Regions from separate parts of the Anas platyrhynchos genome. Here region 2 is linked to region 1. The links are chromatin contacts, called in public Hi-C maps. All regions are on one chromosome and are shown on one strand. Each heading gives the region's core, a stretch centred on a gene start, on an enhancer-like site or on the middle of the called end of the contact. The rest is flanking DNA. Distances are from core to core; before and after follow the strand shown.

The links. Hi-C and Micro-C count contacts between places; a contact is called where the count stands out from the background.
Region 2: a contact with region 1 is called in a Hi-C map of subcutaneous adipose tissue, with 4 times the contacts expected there. The contact joins the promoter of COL14A1 here to the promoter of MRPL13 in region 1. A contact is called at or near these places in 2 of 8 Hi-C or Micro-C datasets (F1 follicle and subcutaneous adipose tissue).

Annotation. Positions count from the first base shown.
Region 1 is chr2:13,169,896-13,176,891 of IASCAAS_PekinDuck_T2T, reverse strand. It overlaps MRPL13 (mitochondrial ribosomal protein L13), which reads right to left and starts at 3,772. Exons shown (of 8, transcript XR_011807354.1): 1 at 3,634-3,772; 2 at 2,097-2,220. It overlaps MTBP (MDM2 binding protein), which reads left to right and starts at 3,755. Exons shown (of 22, transcript XM_027452648.3): 1 at 3,755-3,895; 2 at 5,245-5,325; 3 at 5,829-5,902; 4 at 5,996-6,141; 5 at 6,621-6,679. The coding sequence starts at 3,826.
Region 2 is chr2:13,329,343-13,336,338 of IASCAAS_PekinDuck_T2T, reverse strand. COL14A1 (collagen type XIV alpha 1 chain) reads left to right here and starts at 3,438. Exons shown (of 49, transcript XM_072034353.1): 1 at 3,438-3,616.

The sequences.
Region 1 (6,996 bases), core at 2,523-5,022:
ATGGACGAAATGCTCTTTGAAGGTAGACACCATCAACTGTTAGCTCACAAGACTGACAACCTACTTGCCAATTCTTTCATTACAAGACAAGTTTGAGCTGCTGCTTCGAGCCATTTGAAGCTCACATTGCAAGTGAGAGTAGTACCTGGGCCAGATCTGGCTTGTGGAGCGTTTCCATCTAACCTAGTCTTCTCTGAGGATGCAGAGAACAGCTGCTCGTGTAGAAAATCCTGCCCAAATAACACAAGTGGTTTGCCTACACTTGCTTATGATTCAATACAAAGAACCAGACTACACAATTTTTGAAAAACCTAGCTCACTATTTTTGGTTCCTTACTGTGAAGCTGTTTGCAAAGACAGAATGCAAGGGAAAGAGAAGAGAGGGAAGGGAAGGTGCAGAAGAAAGCAAAAAAATTCAGATTCAAATCTCATGAACAAGACTTGTATCACCTTTTAAGGCCTGACAACATCTAAAAAGTCCAACACTTTGGAGAATAAATAAAGATTATCCCTAAAACAGAAAATAAACGTACATAAAAACGTATTTATTTCTTTTCCCTACCCACAGCTTAATTTCAGTTCCAGATATTTTTCAAAACAATAAATAAATGATGATTTTACGGAAAGGTGCCTGTGAACCCAGAAAACCAAAATGCCTCACAATCTTATTCTGCCTAAGGAACTCTTATCTCTCAGATGCTAAAATATTTGTTGTTAGTTTAGGAAAAAAGAAAGACATGCTGAGCACACCAACCATAAATTCATCCATCCTTTGCCTCCTTAAAGAGTATCAAATGTCTCCCACTGGTAGTAATCTATCAATCTCAGGTGTAATGCATTTGGTACTGATTTATAGAATACTTTAGACCGAATGAAGTTATCCTTGAAATGGCTTTCCAGGATTTTATAACTTCATGAACATAAAACCATCAAAGAACTTTCCCATGGGACAGCCAAAAGAATTTTCCCTCCATCTGCTTTATTTTCTTTTAGATATCCTTAGACTCCAGTGACATCTTGTGGATACGGCAAGTTTTGCAATAGCAGTATTTGGGTATTTTCAATATCTTCCAAAACCTACAAATACTACCTTTTATTATGACAATCAAATCAAGTATAATTTTAGTGTTTACATTAGACATGTATGAGCAAAGCTTAATGCTTCTTTATGCTTCAGTAAAGTCTCTTGAACAGGGATCATCATTTATTATCTATAAAATGCTCATCACAGTGAGACGAGCACTATGGTGTTACCGATCACAAGCAAAGTATCTTTAGTGCTGAATCTTCTAAACAGTAGATAAGCAAGGCTTTTTTTTCATTTGATCAAGAAAATATCTTTCATCAATAATTGTGTCTCCTATTTCAAAATCAGACAGGTTCTAGTCTCATTGTCATTAAGTGGCTGAGGTCAGAAGCCATCTGGTCAAACCCCTGCTCCAGCAGGGACACCTACAGCCAGGTGCCCAAGACCATGTCCAGATGGCTTTTGAGTATCTCCAAGGAAGGAGGCCCCATAGCCTTTCTGGGCAACCTGTGCCAGTGCTCTGTCACCTGCACAGCACAGAAGTGCTTCCCGATGTTCAAAGGGAACCTCCTGTGTGCCAGTTTGTGTCTCCTGGCTCATACACACAGGACTTTTTTGCACGTTGTTCAGAATGAAGAACTGCTCCAAGGTGCTGTGGTGCTGTACAACTACTGAACAGTAGCGTTCAGAAAAATCTAATCAAGAATCACATTGGTGTTTCAATACATGCACTGTGGATTAAATTTTTGTTTAAAATCAGTGCAACAAAACACATTTCGAACTTAAAAAAAATAACCGAGGCAACTGAATTCCATCATAATTCTGCTACTAAAATTGAATAACAAATTATACTAAAATTGAATAACAAATTAGTAACAAGCTTTATATGGATTGGTAAAGACAATGACCTAAACCTCTGGAGAGGTATGAAGGGAAAACACGGGAAATGAAATTGAACCCTTTATAATTTACAAACTGAAAAATGCAACCTTGTAAAAAGCACTGTTTTTTAAGAATGAAATTAAAAGAAAAATACATTAAAAATGCTTCTGTGTACTGCAATACTCACTTAGTGCATGATAAATAGGTTTATGCCAGCCTTCAAGTCTGATTACAGTCGCAGCTGCTATTTTTCCTGGTGGTTGCATCTTTGCATCTAGGAGATACCAAGCTCTGGCAAAAGTAGCCCATTGCTAAAGAGAAAGAGAAGTGGTACTTAATATAGGAAAAGAACACACTACCATAAATGAATCTAGCTTCTCTGATTTGATCAATGCATTCTTTTACATTTCAAGCATCATAAGAAATACTAATATTCAAAAACACCCCCTGTCATGTAGCATTAGGGTAGAGCACAGTGCTAGACATTGTATCATAGAATCATCAGGGTTGGGAAAGCCCTCCAAGATCATCTGGTCCAACCATCCCCCTACCGCCAATGTCAACCACTAAACCATGTCCCCAAGCACCACGCCCAACCTCTCCTTGAACCCCCCCAGGGACCACCTCCCTGGGCAACCAGTGCCTGACTGCTCTTTCTGAGCAGAAATGTCTCCTCATTTCCAGCCTGAGCCTCTCCTGGTGAACTTGAGGCCATTCCCTCTGGTCCTATCACTGGTTACCTGTGAGCAGAGGCCGACCCCCAGCTCCCCACACCCTTTCAGGCAGTTATAGAGAGCAATGAGGTCTTTGGCTCCCCAACCCAGACTTCCAGGTCGGGAGGCTAAAAACCCTGAGAATAAGTGCTCTGGCTAATAAAGACAAATGAAAAGAGGGCATTAAGAACCTCAGCCTTTTCCTTATCCTCAGTAGTCACGTTCCCCTCCTGCATCCAGTAAAGGATGGAGATTCTCCTTGGTCCTCCTCTTGCCATTAATATATTTATAAAAACATTTTTTGTTATCTTTAAGCACAGTGGTCAGGTTGAGCTTGTACAGTGGTTTGGCCTTCCTGATTTTTTCTCTGCACATGCTGGCAACTTTCTTGTACTCTCCCTGTGTTGCCTGCCCCTTCTTCCACCAGACACAAACTCTCTTTTTCTCCTGGACACTCAGCAGAAGTTCCCTGTTCAGCCACACCGGTCTTCCCCACTGACTCATCTTACGGCGCACAGGGACAGCCTGATCCTGCACCTTTAAGACCTACTGTGCTGCACTTACTGCTTGAAACGGTTCATTGAATGGTTTTGGTTAGAAAGGACCTTAAAGCCCACCCAGTTCCACCCCCCTGCCATGGGCAGGGACACCTCCCACCACATCAGGCTGCCCAAAGCCCCATCCAGCTTCGCCCTGCACACCTCTAGGGATTGGGCATCCACAGCCTCTCTGGGCTGCCTGAGCAACACCTAAACACACTTCTGTGCCTACTAACAACCCTACGTGCCTACAAGGCGGGCAGCCTTGTCCCTCTCAGCCCCCTTCCCTTCCCCAGCAGCCCCACAGCGGGCACTGCCTGCTCCTTCCAGCAGCGCCCAGGCCAGCCGAGCAGTGCCCGGCCATAGCACCCGCTCACCCCCACAAAATGGCGGCCGCCAGCAGCCCGCCGCCACACGGAGGGCAGTGGCCACCGCGGTGTCCCCTCGCCTGAAGAGCCAGCCCCGCGCTCACCTGGGCAGCCTTGGTGTAACTGGCCATGGCCGCTGCGGCTCAAGGGGAAGGGAAACGGAGCCCATCGGCCCCGGGAAGCGGAAACATCGCCCTGCGAGGGGCGGTGCAGGGGCGGGCAGCGCGGGCTGCTCGGAGCCCTGATGGTGGTGGCGCCTCCTCCGTCTCCTTCTCCCTGTCCGTCCTCGGCCGGCCATGGACCGCTACGTGCTGCTCCTCAGCTGGGGGGACCGCAGGGCTGAGGGCAGTGCGGAGCCCGCTGCAGGTAGCGCTGCACTGGGGGGGCGATGCTGAACGGGGGCTGCCGCCGAGGAGGGGGGGACGCGGGGCAGGGCACGGAGCGGGAGCCTCCATCGTGGGGGCTGGAGAGGGGGAATTAGCGTCGGTACGGCTCTCCTGGGGCACGTGAAGTCTGTGTCCTAGAGATACGTTCCTTAAGTTCGTGTGCTTTCACCCGCTTAAGCGATGCCCCTGCCTCAGACGCCTCGGGGGTTGTTCTCGAAGACTTTTTCTTTATGCTTTCTGGTCTAGGGTCTGTGCGCAGGTAGGTTTTCAGGATTAGTACCGTGATAAAGATCTTTTTCTTTCAGAACAGAAGGCTTTAACGACTTACGCCTTCAGAAACTTAGGTTATTTGAGTTTTGCTAAAACACTGATGTTAGCTAACTAGAAGATTTTAGAGATATCATGGGATGGTTGAGGCTGGCAGGGCCCTCTGGGGGTCCACCTGGTCCCACCCCAGCTCAGGCAGAGACACCCAGAGCAGCGTGCCCAGGACCACGTCCAGGTGGCTTTTGAGGATCACTAAGGTGGAGACACCACAGCCTCTCTGAGCAACCTGTGCCAGTGCTTGATCACCCACACAGCACAGAAGTGCTTCCTGATGTTCAGGGCAACTTCCAATGTTCCAGTTTGTGCCCATTGCCTCTTGTCCTGCCACTGGGCACCACTGAAAAGAGCTGGGCTCTGTCTTCTTTGCACCCTCCTTTCAGATACTGATATATGGTGATAAGATCTTCCCACAGCCATTTCTTGACTAGGTTGAACTATCTCAGCCTTTCCTTGTAGAAGAGGTGCTCCAGCCTCATCTTTGTGCCCCTCCACTGGACTTTTCCCAGTGTGTCCAGGTCTCTCTCGTATCACTTAGCACAGGTCTGGTCACAGCAGTCCTGGTGCAACCTCCCCAATGCTGATCACCTCCCTTGGCCTGCTGATGGTGCTTGTGTAGTGCAGCCAAGAATACCATTAGCCTTCTTAGCTGCAAGGGCACGCTGCTGGCTCATGGTCAATACAGTGTCCACCAAGACCCCCAGGTCCTTTTCTGCCCCCCAGCATTTCCTGGTGCCCAGGGTTGTATATTCCTGGGTGCAGTTCTTTGCACTTCTTGCTGAACTTCATGAGGTTCTTATCAGCCCATTTCATCAGCTTGTAAATCTATATATCCAGTAGTTTAACTAGAACTTTATATTAGTCTTTTTAGACTCCTACAAATCTGTACTTGACACTTGTTTTAAACAAAACTTTTCATGTTAAACTGAACTTTAAACTGCATTTGCAATAAGCAAGATTTACCTTCTGGAAGTCAGAGGATTTAAGAAAATCTTCTTTTTCCAGCTGTGACTGCTGCAAATGTTTATAAACTTCTGAAAGAAAACTGTAATTCATCTACAAACACAGATGCAAGGACATTCCCAGGTAAGCACAGTAATATATGCCAAATGTTGTCAAGGAATTGGCCTAGGCAAATTTATTATTTACATGAAACAAATCAGAAACTTGAGGAAATCCAGTTTCTCTTGCTCTTGCTGCTACCATTTCTATGGAGAACTGATTTTCCTTTAGCAGCTCAGCTGTTACCAGATGATTAAATATACCAGGCACTGGAAATGAAAGACAAGTGTTTTGAAAGGCTGACAAATTTCAATCTATTTTAAGACTGACTGAGAGTAGAAAAGGGCTTGTTTCTCATGTCAGCATGCAGCTTGATATTTTCATGCCTATGATTTTTGTTACTCCTGTGATCTATGTTTTTTTCAGTGGAAGCATTATTTGTCTGTTGGGTAGCAATTCAGAACGCCACACCATGAGAATTTATTAAATCATTTTATCATCTTAAAATGGAGTTCTGAAGATCTGCTTTAGTACATTTAGTTTGTAGTGGATTGATTATTTTAAATCCTTGTTGTGTCTCTTTTCAGCATGTTCATTGGCTGGTATCCCAGGCATAAGGAAATGGTATTTTGCAAGTCATGTTATATGTGGTTATTATCAGGTAAGAAATATTTTTTTCATAATGTAAGTTCCACAGTTCTCTGCCTAGTGCAAGTTAAAACTGTAGTGTTCCAAATTCTTCTTGCTTTATTAGTTCTGCACTTCTGACTGGGAGGAAATAAATTCCGACACACAGAATAATGAAGACTCTCTCCAAACAAGTATTGATGAATGTCTGGGAGCCATACATAATTTTGAGGAAGAAGACAATAACAGTAGGGAGTCACTGTCTATGACTGAGTATGCATATTGTTATCTTTATTGAAGTATAGTGAGCTGACATTTAACAGTAATAACCCAAGGGAATTGAGAAAATCCAACAAGTAAAAGTTATTACCAAGCATATAGTTAACTACGAACAATCCCCTCCTACTACTGAAGGTATTTCTTTGTTTAACATAGCTTTAATTGTTATTGTTTCTTTTTAGCTACAGATGATTTTTATAGAATAACAGAACAATTATTCTAACATCTGACAGTTTTCCCTTGCTAAGGGAAAGCAGGCTGTCTGAAATCCTACTTCAAATTTTACTGCAGATTGTTTTGAATTTATTTCTGCCTCAGTAAAAGGGGAGATAAGTATAGTTCATTGCCTAGTATTAAGTCTGTGCTGAATTTTAAAGATAAGTTATTTACATCAGTTAGCATTCATTACTTGTAACTTCTTTCTAAATGGCTGTTTATATTTAGTTTCCAACTATGTTGTTCTTCATTTTCAGCATTTATGATGAAGCTGCAGAAAGCCTGCATCAGTTAGCTGACAAGCTGCCTGCCCCAGGTAACCTTTCTTAAAAGAGCAATCTAATTTGGAATTTATCTTGTTAGTTGTTTGTCTAAAATCTCAGCTGGTAAAGTCATAGTCAAATGGAAAAATAAAACAAAAAAACACACACACACAATTAAAAGCAGAGGATAATAGTTTGGTTGAATTAACTTTTGAATTAACTTGTTTGCAGATCTTGCAAGTAGTTTAATTAACCTGAGCGTGATTGGCCTTGCAGATCAGTTTAGGAAATAGTTTGCTGATTATTTTTTTTTTTTTTTTTTTTTTTGGAAGACTGCATTTCAATTGTGATTAAGGTAGTTATTTATGTA
Region 2 (6,996 bases), core at 2,189-4,688, 160 kb before region 1:
ATCACAAAATAGTGATGAAATTGTCTCAGCTACTAAAGACAAGAAACTTGAGGAAGCAAGCATGGCTAATATGGTAAGATAGTGTATCACAATTACATTTTTCATTACTTTTTTTTTTTTTTTTTTTTTTTTTTTAATTTGGGAAGAATACAGTCCTGAGTCCTTCTCAGATCTCTCAGCATATGATTCCATAAATCACTTAATTATTTCGAGTGTTGACAGACTGATCTTGGCAAAAGCACCTTCCAAAGAGCATTGTATGTACCACTGTATTTAGTTAGAACTGCCAAAATTTAAAGGAAAATTCAACTGTGCTTTACTTCCAGTATTACCTCTGTCTTTGTGTACTTTAGTTCTTTTAACAGAAAAAAACAAAATTCTAGGAATTGTTGTTAGACCTAGGGAATGGCTCTAGTCATACAAATACATGTTCTATAGTCAACACCGAGTGTGATGAGTTTTTGGTTAATGGAGGGGAGAGGACATGTAAGAATGAACATCTCTTTGTAAGACAGATGAGTTTAGGAGGTAAAAACACTACTCACCTTTTACAATGTCATTGTAATAAAAGAATACAAGACCTAATCAGGCTTCAATTATTTGCAATTTTAAAATGTCCTTGAAACTTGACATTCTCATTTTCTGAAAGTCTTGTGAAAAAAAAAAAAAAAAAAAGGCACTGCAATGAATATTGCATTCATTGCTATACTGGAAAAAAATCAGAGAAATATTCTAAGTAAATTCTGAAAAGCAGAAGATATTCTAAAAAACAGAGGATCAATAATTAAAGTAATTCTTCCCTGCAGCCACCAAAGATAGCCATTATATTGGTTTTTGTTTAGATCCCACAAATTCTGCTGACAGTGATTCATTACTTGGTTCACTTGTACAATTACTCAGTCCAGTTCACTCTGAGCTCACCAGTCTGTGTTAATTATGATCTTTTTTGCACTTGAGTTGGATTAGTGGAATTGTTTCCAGCTGTGTTTTCAATATAATTCCCATGTAATCCTACTGATATAAATTTTGTGGAATCTATACTAGCCTAGCAAAGGATGGTCATCCTCTTGTTGGTTTGGATACTTTTAAAACACAGCAGCTATTAATTCTTGTTGCTCTTTTTGAAATCACAGAGGCTTGGCCAAGTCAAAACAGTGAAAAGTAAATCCATGGCACCAAGCCATGGGTAGTAAATTTCTTCTGAAACTTTTTTTTTTTTTTTTTTCCAAAAAGAAGACAAGAAGGAAATATTGGTAAATCATTTGCACATTAATATTGTGCAAATGTCACCACTGTGATCTTACTGTATTTCTTAATATATTTCCAGATGTGCAGCATGTATGAGCTCTTTCAAAGAAGCATTATACTTTAATGTTTAGCTTTAACTTTTGAAAAACATGAGCTCTTCCTTATAATTGTGCAAAGAGTTCTATTGTGCTTTCCAGAGCAAGCTGAGTAAAGCTCAATGGTAACAAGCAGGATATATTCTACAAGGTGGACAAGTGGTGTACAAAATGATATTGTGAATCAGGAAAATTAAACTGATACAAGAAAAACCTTCAGAGTTCCCTTGAAAGCAAAAATGTTAAATATTAATTTAGTTCCTGATGCAAATTGCTGAGTCAAAATTAGATTATTAATTCATGTGAAGGCTGCAGTGTGTTCAGAATCTACTTGCTGGTCAGTGAAATCTATCAGGACTTTTCAGTGTAGCTCCCTGGCTAGATGGAGCCACAGGATGGTGCTCATGCACTTTGCATACTACAGTACAAATACATGGGGAAAAAAAAAAAAAAAAAAAAAAAGAGAGAGAGAGAGAGAGAGAGGGGGAGCCAGACTCTGCCTTTGGCAGGCTGCTCCTTGTCATGCCCTGAAATACACGAGCCAGCACGCCGTCATGGATTAGGCTGATTTATCTCTCTGCTTTTACAAAGTCTTCAAGGGTATTGCAAACAGACTTATCCATCTACGTCCTTGTCTTCTGATGACTATTATTTAGCTAAGTACATAAATTAGGGACTGAAAAGGTATAAAATGTGTCACATTTAGCATCAATGAGCTGAACATTTTATGGCTTCAGAGGAATCATTACCCTGCAGGCTACTCTCTCCTTGGCTGGTACAAAGCATTAGCCATTGTACACACCTGGCAGTACCACAGAACAACATCTAGGAATGCTTTTTAACATTTGCTATATGAAACCACAGGACTTAAAGTGTCTTTAAAGCTTACACACTTCTGTAGTTTCCATAGAAAGATATCTGTGCAAGGTGACTTTGGACAAGAGTCTGCAGGACTGGGAACCCTACCCAGCCACAGAAGGTCCTGCTTTATGGAGTTTAGGCACAGTCATCTCCCTGAGACTTATGGTGTTCCCCTTACTTCAGGAGTCCTGCTTATGTGAACAAAGCAATGCACGTCTCTCTTTTCACTTCTGCCTCTTGTTTCTTAGCTGCAGTCCTTCATTGATTTCATTTGTAATTTTATACAGATGATCAGGCACATTGAAATGAGTATTTTCACTCACCTCTTAAATTCTAGGGACTTACAAACTTCATGAGTAGTAGCCTTAATTGTAAATTCAGTAGGGTATACTGTGAGGTAAACCAAATTTGTGTATGAATACAGGTTCTGCAGTTCCACTTCCCCATTGCTGTGTCTACATAGATGGCAAAAATGCACACATGTACTACAGTGCTTTTAATCAAGGTTTATGCCAAGCCAGACAAGCACTGGAACACTTTATTATAAATATTTCCCTGATTAATCATCCATCAGCGCAATAACCAGCACTGGGGAAATAGCATTCCTAGCCACACTGTGGAGCAGGCACCTTCTAAATCATTGATAACGAAGCGAACGAGCAACTGCGGGAGGAGGAGAGGGAGTTAAGAGGAAGAAGGACCAGGAGAATGGGGGTGCAGCAGAGAAGTGGGGTGCTGACAGGAGAAAGGGGGTGCTGACAGGAGAAGCGGGGTGCCCCGGAGAAGCAGGGTGCTCCAGAGAAGCGGGGTGCTGACAGGAGAACTGGTGTGCCCCAGGAGAACCAAAGTGCACCAGAAAAGCGGGGTGCAGCAGGAGAAGTGGGGTGCTGCTAGGTGAACTGGGGTGCCCCAGGAGAACCAAAGTGCACCAGAAAAGCGGGGTGCAGCAGGAGAACTGGGGTGCTGACAGGAGAAGTGGGGTGCACCAGGAGAACCAGGATGCTGAGGGGAGAACCGCGGTGCACCAGAGAGCTGGAGTGCTGACAGGAGAAGCGGGGTGCACTAGAAGGTCGTGATGCTGACAGGAGAAGTGGGGTACACCAGAGAACCGGGGTGCTGTGAGGGGAGAAGCGGGGTGCCGTGAGGCGAGGCGCAGCCCGGCCCCTCCCGCACCTGGCCGCACCCTCCCGCCGCAGCGCAGGGGCCCGGGGGCGGGGGCTGGCCGGCGGGCCCGGTGCTCGCCTCTTTTCCCCCCTTCTTTCCACCTTCAGCTCTATAACTGCCCGCCTCCTCTCCCTGCCCTCCCTCCTCGTCGGATGCGGCGCTGCGAGGGGAAGAGCAGCCGGAGGGGAGCGGCGCGGCGCAGCAGCACCCCCAGCCCCAGCCCCGGCCGCCCGCCGCTGCCCGCCCAGGTCGGTGCTGCCCCGGGAGGGATGGGGAGAGGCGGGCAGGGGCTGGCTCCGAGGCCCCGGGGGGCTCTGAGCCCAAAACAGCTTCACCGGGCACAGGGTGGGGAGTGTCCCGCAGCCACCTGTGGGGACAGCCCCGGGGGAGGGCGGTGGGGACCGGAGCGGAGCCGCAGGGAGCGGGCGAGGCTGTTGGGTGCAGGGGACAGAAGCGTCGAGCCTGAGGGGAAGCCCCTTAAAAACTGCAGAAGCCGTATTTTTAAGGATAATTAGAATTTATTAAAAGAAAACGCACTTGAAGTTGAGGGTCCGGCTGGGCACATCCTCCCTCAGCGGCCCCAGGGAGGTCTCTCCCCCCGGTTCCCCCGTCCCGGTGGGCGCTGAAGGGACTTCGCCCGGGTCCTCTGGGGGTCCCCCCCCAAATCGGTGGGGACAACAGACATCCCCTGCTGTCTCCCTTTTTGAACCGAAAAGGGGAAATGTCGCCTTAAAACGGGGTGCTTGGTGGCACTGCTGAGGGTGCTGTGAGAAGCGGGGTGCCCCCCGAGAGCCCTCCGCTGCCCTGGGGCTGCTCCCACTCCTCCTTGTGGGACGTCGACTCAAGAAATTTGGGTCACGCTGCACCCTAATAAGCGACCACGATATGGGTTATAAACCCTTTGGTGTCTCACTGAGGCTGTGGTGTGGCAGGGTGGCTCTAAGCGCTGCAGTGCGAGATGTTACAGCCGGCCAGGTGTGTGAAAGCACTGCAGCTTTGGGCAGGTTTCCTCAGGGCTGAGCTCCTTGGTCCTCGAGATCTGTTCCTTGGCTGAGCCTCCCGGGCTCTGCTCCTTGGTTGAGTTTAACTGGCACCCAGAAACACGGCACTCCTCTGGAGGGTCTTGCCTGGAGCAGGGTGGCCATATAACAAGTTTGGGGTGCCTCAAAGGCAGGTTCATCCCCCAGGAGAAGGTGGCTTGTGTGGATGCTGCGGGCAGCCTACGGTGTGTAAACCTTCCCCTTCCTGGGACAGGAGACGAGGCCACCACAGCAGGGAGTGCCCGTGGAGCAGCAGGGATCGGCTCATCGGCTGGGCTCTTGGTGTGGAAGGGGAGCCTGGAGCTGGGTCTCTGCTGCCAGAGATATTCAGTTGGAGAACTGTTCCACCAAATAGTGGAGAAATATATAAAAAGCAGGGGGAATGGGATGGCTTTTCTGATTTCCCTGATGGTGTCAGCCACAAGGTGGCTGCAGACTCGTGGTTGCCTCTGTGTGCCTTTCCTCCTGGAGCAAACCCTGAGGTGCTGGTCTGCAGAAGTCAGCTTGTGCCTAGACTGTGTTTTATCCTGTATCAGTTATGTTTCTGTCAATAAATCATACCTTCTTCGTGTGATCGCTGCTCTCTAAAATGAGCGGGAGAGAGTGTTCCTACACAGCATTGCATGTCAGTTAGTATTTATAGCCCTTATCTGGGAAGAGGGTTTATATCAAAACTAGCAAACGGGGAGCTGAGCCACCACTGCGAGTGGCTACTTTAATATCTGGGTTATTATATGGAAAGAAACTCGCACATAGTGGAGACTGAATTGAAGAATGAGTTGTGTGTTGTCCTTTGAAGAGTCAACATTTACGTGATTCTCCTCACCTTAGGAATGCAACCTGAAGCTTTGATACACAACGCAAGTTGCACAAGGGTTGCTGTTCAGGACTTAGCTCTCTTTGTTTTCCCTGTTGCCTGTCACTAGGCAACTGCCTGCTGATGCTGGCTAATCTGGATCCAGTCCTTGGATGCTCGACTCCTTGTGTTTGTGTAGTAGAAAGCTTGGGCACTTGGCTTGGGTTTTTGAATTCTATCTGGAGGATGTGTTCTAAGAACTGGGCATAGCAATACCTCAGTTTTGGATACATGGTTTTGTTGTTAAATAGTTATTTCTCTCTGTCTTGAGAGATCCATGCTATAAGAGGTGGATTCAAAATATGTATCTGAGTAGAGTGAAACCTGTTGATAATTTGACTAAAACTTAGGAAACCTCCTGTGGGATAGAACCTCAAATGATGAAGCCACCTGTATATTTTGAGGTGGAATACCAAATATCCATGATTGGGATTTGTGACAGTAGACACACCAAGGACTGGGATAACTATGGCAAATTAAAAATATCTTTTACAAGAGAGAAGGAAATGTAGGGTTATCCTCTCATCTGTTCAATGAGGTACTTCAGTCTGCCTTTTGTATTATTAGATAGTGGCTGGACCATTCACGTTACACCTTCCTCAGAAGACATTGAAAACAGGGAAGGTAAATTAAGTGGTGGTATCCTGTGGATATTAGAGAAAATGACATGGAAGGTAAAGGGGAGGGACTTGAAAAGCAGAAATATGTAAACCAAAGTTTACCAAAGTAAACCTTCAAATGCTGTCTTTGACAAAATTAAGTTTCCAATAAAATACTAACAGGAGAGGGCAGCAAAAATTCTTCTTCCTAGCCCAGAAAATTGACCAAAACTAGTGCAGTAAAGTTGAGTGATAGGTAAACATTTAAAAGCATGATGTCATGAAGATGATGTGTCCTGGGAGGTGCTTCTATGTACGTTGAGTAACTCTACTGGCCAATATTAATAGCCAAGTCCAGATAAAGAATTTTGTACTGTTTTTAACCTAGCTTCTTGGGCAGATAAACTACCCCACCTGGAACTTGAACTTTGGCACCTGAATTGTTTCTGGTAACCCTGTCAGTTCACCTAGAACTGCCTTCAGTGTTCATACAGTGCTGCACTCTGAAGTTCTGATGCTCCTAATGGATTAAGTTAGATATTTTTGACCATGGAATTGCCCACAGATAAAATTAGTACTTAGCTGATACCCTGTATGCCTCTGACTTGTTTGCTTTGGTCACTGTGCCAGATAGTACAACAGAGAGCTCAGAATAAGCTCAATGAGATAAAAATAGGAAACACAGAGGATGTTGAGAGGAGGACTTGCATTTCCTCAGAACAAATTTTGCCTTTTTTGACAGCTGATGTGCAAAATTGCTCAGTTGAACTGACCAGTGAATTAGTTCACTGGGGAGATGAAGTATGCATATTTGATGTTTTATGGTAGGCTTGCAGGACACTTCTTATTTAATTTTAATTGCAGAGTCATGAAATAAATGACTTAATATCCCTTTTTGGATGCTTTCTAGATATAAAGTAGATAACGGTTAAAGTCCTACTTTATCTAGAGATTCAGAATTCTCTACCACAGGTGCCTTGGTAAGGTGTTTGCAATGCTGGATTCTGTAGAGATACCCATTTTGCCTTGTTACGCATAGCAAACTCTACTTCCAATGCTAATTTATGCTATGCAATGATTAATACTCTTCTGGTTACACGGGACCAGTTTTTAGAACTGTTCAGAGCCTTGAA